Linked DNA regions of Anas platyrhynchos: region 2 is linked to region 1. A link is a contact called in public Hi-C data. All regions are on one chromosome and are shown on one strand. The core of a region is the stretch at or near the end of the contact, and the rest is flanking DNA. Distances in the headings are between cores, read along the strand shown.

The links. A called contact is a pair of places that touch in the nucleus more often than the background predicts.
Region 2: a contact with region 1 is called in a Hi-C map of liver, with 4 times the contacts expected there. The contact joins two enhancer-like sites. A contact is called at or near these places in 4 of 8 Hi-C or Micro-C datasets (F1 follicle, liver, skeletal muscle and 1 more).

The regions. Positions count from the first base shown.
Region 1 is chr1:24,359,250-24,362,110 of IASCAAS_PekinDuck_T2T, forward strand. No RefSeq gene overlaps it. Among named protein-coding and RNA genes, the nearest start is that of FAM3C, 44 kb to the right of the region's middle. Within about 2 kb of position 1,357, at least 2 of the 8 cell types and tissues checked have an H3K27ac peak or open chromatin away from gene starts, as enhancers often do.
Region 2 is chr1:24,558,978-24,562,274 of IASCAAS_PekinDuck_T2T, forward strand. CPED1 (cadherin like and PC-esterase domain containing 1) reads right to left here. Exons shown (of 24, transcript XM_005013138.6): 8 at 805-947. Among named protein-coding and RNA genes, the nearest start is that of CPED1, 64 kb to the right of the region's middle. Within about 2 kb of position 1,319, at least 3 of the 8 cell types and tissues checked have an H3K27ac peak or open chromatin away from gene starts, as enhancers often do.

The DNA of each region.
Region 1 (2,861 bases), core at 107-2,606:
CTAAGCTCTACATCTAAATGTCTTTTAAAGACCTCCAGAGATGGTGACTCCACCACTTCCCTGGGCAGCCCGTTCCAATGTCTAACAACCCTTTCGGTAAAGAAGTTCTTCATAACATCCAACCTAAAACTCCCCTGGTGCAACTTTAGCACATTCCCCCTCGTCCTGTCACCAGGCACGTGGGAGAACAGGCCAACCCCCACCTCGCTACAGCCTCCTTTAAGGTATCTGTAGAGAGCAATAAGGTGGCCCCTGAGCCTCCTTTTCTTCAGGCTGAACAAGCCCAGCTCCCTCAGCCGCTCCTCGTAGGACTTGTTCTCCAGACCCCTCACCAGCTTTGTCGCCCTTCTCTGGACTGCTCCATCACATTTATGGAGGTAATCCTCAAATCACATAACCTAAAATTCCTGCTTTGCACAGAAATCACTTGTGCACTTGTCTGAGGTGAGTATCAGTCAATGGTCTTACTGTTGCGCAGGGGAAACCTGTGTCTCTTGGCACCATGGCTATGCTGAGTTTAACACCTGGTGCCATCAGACCTTTAGAAAAGCAGGACAGTCCTGGATCTCATCAATACTTTGAGCCCTAATCAGAAGCCAGGTCTCCTTCCAGGTGCACAAATCATAAGATCACTTTCCCAAGTTTGTAACCTCTACCTATTGTGCTACTGCTTTGATGAGCCCACATTCTCCAGCACAACACGCACAGCTGTACTCACTGCAAGTCTGGATGCTCTTCTGAGAGTTTAGTCTTGCAGCTTCCAACCCCCTTCAGCAGAAGAAAAGGTGAAACTTAAATTCTTTCATCTTGAATGCTAACCCTTGAACAGCTACACAAAAGGAAGAAAAGTAGTACTTGCCAGCACACTATCTCGTCATGCATTTGGGAGAAATCTATCTCGTTATTATAAGTACTTACTGGTTTGAGTCCCAGGCTCAGAAACACCACTTTACAAATCATTATCTGGTTTAAGCTTCAATAGTTTATGAGGTTTTCTAAGTGTCAAAACATAGAGGGGAAAAACTTTGTGTGGACTTAAAGAGTCTTGAAGATTAGATGGCAATTTTTTTAAGAGCTGGCTTTTGGATGTCTAACTATGAAGGTGGTTTGGAACGAAGTGACTAAGACAGCCTGCCTTCTGTATCTGTAAAGTCTATGTGGCATTTACATTTATTGAGTGTCTACGTTGTAATCCTGATGGTTCTCCGAACCTTATCCTTGCAGACTAAATATAGGCTCCCAAGCAGATGCAGAAATGCTCTCATCAGAGCTGTGAGCTTTCACACCCCCGTCCAGCACATGTGCAGACACATCTCCAAAGAGAGCAGATAACAGCACATGCATCTGGCATCCTTTCCATAAGACAAACACAGCTTCAGACGGTGAGTCACGCACTGAATCATCATCTGAACAGGGCTATCACCTCTGTTTCTAGAACTTCACCATAAGAAATGTAAAATATTTTTGTTTTACTTTACTACAAGAAAAATATATGCAACATTTCCAACTAAAACACTCCCACCTTTTCTTCTCAAGCTCTGCAATCCAACCCAATGGCCCTTTCTAAATCATATTTATTCCTTAGGGAAAAAAACAATACACGTATATATGTATACATATGTATGTATGTATAAGTATAGTCTTTTCTTACTTGTTTACTTTACAGATGTGGAATTGTTTGGCTGTGTGGTTATAAAGGAGCATATAAAAATATATTAATAAAAAAGGCTTTATTTTGGATAGCAAATCAGTATTTCTGTCACCAAAAGAAAAGTATCTTGGTGTCTTTTTGGAAAGACTAAATGATCCCAGAAATTCTACTCCAACAGATTGACACTAAAAAAATCTTGCACTGATGTGATCACAGTAACAAATTATATTATTTCTTCTAGCCAAGGTTCCCAGTGCTCTTTGCAGATATTATTGATAAGCTTTCTCACAGCCTTGTGAGAGAAACAAACACTACTTTCCCCACTTTCTGTATAAATAAACAAGCTCAAGCAAGGTTAAATGACACCCAGTAACATGGGAAAGCTTCAGCTCTAAATTACTGCAGTAGCTGCACCACTGGAAGAAAGGGCTCACGTCAGAAAATCCGAATGCTTTATTAAAGTCAAAACATATGAACTGACCTGTCTGTGGTTTCATCATTAACATACAGAGCAATGTTGCCTCCTATAGACAGCGCACCTGTATAATTAACCTGGAGTTCATTTATCATACATTTTTAAGAAACAGAAGGCAGAGAAGATGAGCTTTCCTCTTTCACATTAACCAAGCTGTCCTAGGGAAGATACAAAGGATGGTGTCGCAGCTGTGCCTAAGCACTCCTCACTAAGATACAAGATTATTTCACTTGCACTTTAACAAGTTGTTGGTAACTGATTGGAGACTCTCACTGCAAATGTGATGTAAAATGTGTCAGCTCAGACTTCAGTCTAGGTTAATAAAAGAAAAAAAAAATGTTTTCTCTGGCATTTGCCAGGAAAGGAGCAAGCACCTAGGCAGTCACCTGCCTCCTCTGACATGCTTATTAATGTTCAGAACGTTCACTTATTAATGTTCAGAAACCCACTAGAGTGCCAGAGCCATTAGAGACAAAACAGCATCTCATTCTCATTAAAATGCAGCTCTGGAGGCTGCCCTTCAGGAGTAATGGCATGTGCAGTGTTGGCTCCGTTCTGCTTCCTGCAGAAAGGAGAGTGATTATGCGGAGTCATGAGTTCACTTTGCAGACGAAGAAGTAATATTAATGAAGGGGCTCTTGGAAACAGAGAAGCATGTGCAAACCTTTCCTTGTAGGATAGGAGATTATATTGTCAGTGCTGAGTAAAGGCTTGTTATGTACTAAAAGGGTTTGT
Region 2 (3,297 bases), core at 69-2,568, 200 kb after region 1:
AAGAGATGGGCCAGGAACCCTAAGCAAATCTTGTGCTATATACATAAGGGATACCTATCCTATTGGTAAACAAATGTTAAAGAGTTTAGACCACTTCAAAAATAGTCCTATCCCTGTTATATTCCTCACCTCCTTTCAACTGTCTTCATTCAGAATGTAAACTTTATTCCTGACAAATAATGAGAATTATATTATTACTACTAAAACACCCATGTTCTCAAATATATTTATAAAACATACAAGCATTATAAATAGTAACTTACTTAGTATTTATCATTAAATAATGTTGATTTATGTGTAAGAACTGTAAGACTCTAATAGAAGTGATTACAGTGATGCAATATTCACATAAAAATGTTGCTACCTGAGTACACTTCATAACGTACATTTCATAAAGTATTTGCAGTGTTGTTTGTATTCCCTGCCCCAGCCAGTTCAGAACAGTCTGGGTTACTCTAATTTTAAATATTTGACACAAGACAGAGTGCTCACTAACGGGAAATACAGCTTTATGATAACTGGCCCAATTTTGAGTGATTTCTGTTCATTTGTGCTGCCTGAAACACTTCATGAGGACACAGTATCAGGTCCTCGGTATTTATCACAACCTCTTCACAAACTAGAAACCCTGTAGATATTGAAGAGTTTTACTCCCTAGATACAGTATGTCCATGCTTCATTCTATTAGGATTAATGAAATAGAGGGGATTTTGTTATTTTAGGAGTCATGCATCTTCTACAGTTTTTACTATCTAAGGAGTTATCTTAATAATAGAATAGCAAAGAATTCTGCAAGTTACTTACTGATTGAAAGAGCTTGGTCCTGAGGCAGATAATTCACTGAAGACCTCAGTTACAAGTAGAAGTTTGCTTATAGCTTCTTTCATGTTGTTAAAGGCTTGCTGGGGAGAACTGCTTTTGAAGAACATCTCAAAAAACTTTTGCAGCTGTGAAAAAGATTACATATATTTTGTGAACATTTACCTAATGAACATTAACTAAACCAGTGCTTAAGATCATAAATTAAAAGGCTGGTAGAAATCAAAATTGCTTTAGAATGTCAATCTCAGTTGTTATTAATTAGCACAGTAAAAAAAAAAAATAATAAGGGCATAATAAAAATCATAAAAAATAATAATAAAAAAAATAATAAGGGCATAATAAAAGGGCATAAAAAATAATAAGAGAAGGGGGAGGGCATGAGAAACACCAGAAAGCACACTGGCAGAGAATGTGTTTTTGTTTACAAGTAAGTATATCAGAAACAGACTCTGTAGCTATGGTTTAAAAAAATATTGCTCACAGTCTAAGCTTTCTTTGATAAAACCTTTTACTATCAACTGGTTTGGGGCAACAGAAATCATAACACTGCTTCAGCAGTAGGTCATAGTAAAAACCTTTTATCTTGTAAATGTACCAAGGGCTACCACACCCAACCTTCACTTTGAATCCTTACCCCAGGTTAACAAGTTCTAAACACAATAAAGAATAAAGGTATTGGGAAACAAACAAACAAACAAACAAACAAATCAGTCACCACAGCCTATGTTTTGACTGAACTTTTACATATGCAGATACACAGATGGTTTTTGCCATGAATCCTCCTAGAGACATATACAACACAACAATGTGAGCCTGCACAACAATGTGCTCTCAGCTGGTTTCATCACTCAAGCAAATTCACCCTCCTCAACATTGCAGGCAGAGATTTAGGGAGAGAGACCTGGAGCAACACGGAGCACCAGGCAGGTTTTGTTGCATCAAACTGTGCCAGTGCTCAGTCACCTGCAGTGCTTCCTGATGTTCAGAAGACAGAACCTCTAGTGTTTGTTTGTGCCCATAGCCTCTTGTCCTGGCACTGGGCACCACTGAGAAGAGCCTGGCTCTGTCTTCTTTGTACCTTCCCTTCAGATATTGATGTGTGAAGGTATCCCTTCACACATTGATGAGATCCCCCCAAGCCTCCTGTTCTTCAGGCTGAACAGTCCCAGCTCTCTCAGCCTATCCTCATATGAGAGATGCTCCAGCCCCTTCATTAAATTTGTGGCCCTTCATTTGTGGCCCTGATCCCACTCTTTCCAGTAAGTTCATGTCTCTCTTGTACTGGGGAGCCCTGAACTGGACACAGTGCTTCAGATGTGGCCTCACAAGTGCTGGGTAGAGGGGAAGGATCACCTCCCTCAACTTGCTGGCAACATTCCTACTAATATAGCCCATGATAGCACCAGCCTTTTTATGGCAAGTGCACATGCTGGTTCATGATCACCTTGGTGTGCACCAGTATTGTCAGGTCCTTTTCTACCAACCTAATTTCCATCTGGGTGGCCCCCAGCATGTACTGGTGCCGGGGGTTGTTTGTCCCCAGGTGCAGGACTTTGCACTTCTCCTTGTTGAACTGCATGAGGTTACTGCTAGCCCATTTCCCCAGCAAGTGGAGAACCCTCTGGAAGGCAGCTTGACCCCCTGGTGGATCAGCCACTCTTCTCACTTTTCTGTCACCTGCAAACACGTTGAGGATGCACTCTGCCCCATTAACAAAGATGTTGAACAGACTGGACCTAGCAAGGTCCCCTGTTGTACACCACTAGTTATTGGTGACGCATTATGATGAATTCACTGTGCTGACACCACCTCTCCTTTCAACAGACTTCTATGCACTTTAGTCCATGGAATTTTCTAGACAGCATTGGAGTCTGCCTTGTGAGCATGAATACTGTCAAGCATGTTGGTCTGTGTTGGCATGAATGATTGCCTTTTCATTTTTTTCAGGCAGCATAGCACAGTTAAATGTAAAAAGTGCTTCCCACTTTCCTTTTCAAAAACAAATACACAAACAAACAAAAAAAACATTGTATCATTGCCTACAGCCGGCCATGGAAAATAAGTAGGCAGCTTACTCTGATCCTCCTTTGCTTTGCTGTCTTCAGTGCCATTAACTTGATCCTAACAATTAGTGCCCTTCCCAGGCTTTACTGACTACAACAAATTTGTCCCATGCACAAATCTGGGTGGAAGGTCTGCAATGCCTGGACTCTATTCTGTTTCTGATAAAGCTGAGTGAAATGCCAGTAGGAAATAAATAAATAAATTAATAAATAAATAAACAGAATGACTTATATTACAAAATTAAACTCCTGACTGCCAGGAAATTACAAAGTAAAGGTTGCACATATAACATCAGCTCTGCCGTTTGGATATTTGCATCATGCTGCAATCTTGAATAACATCACACTGTATTTTTATACTGTAGAAAGTTATCCATGTGTATTGCAATTCAATAAACCCTTAGGGCAAAAG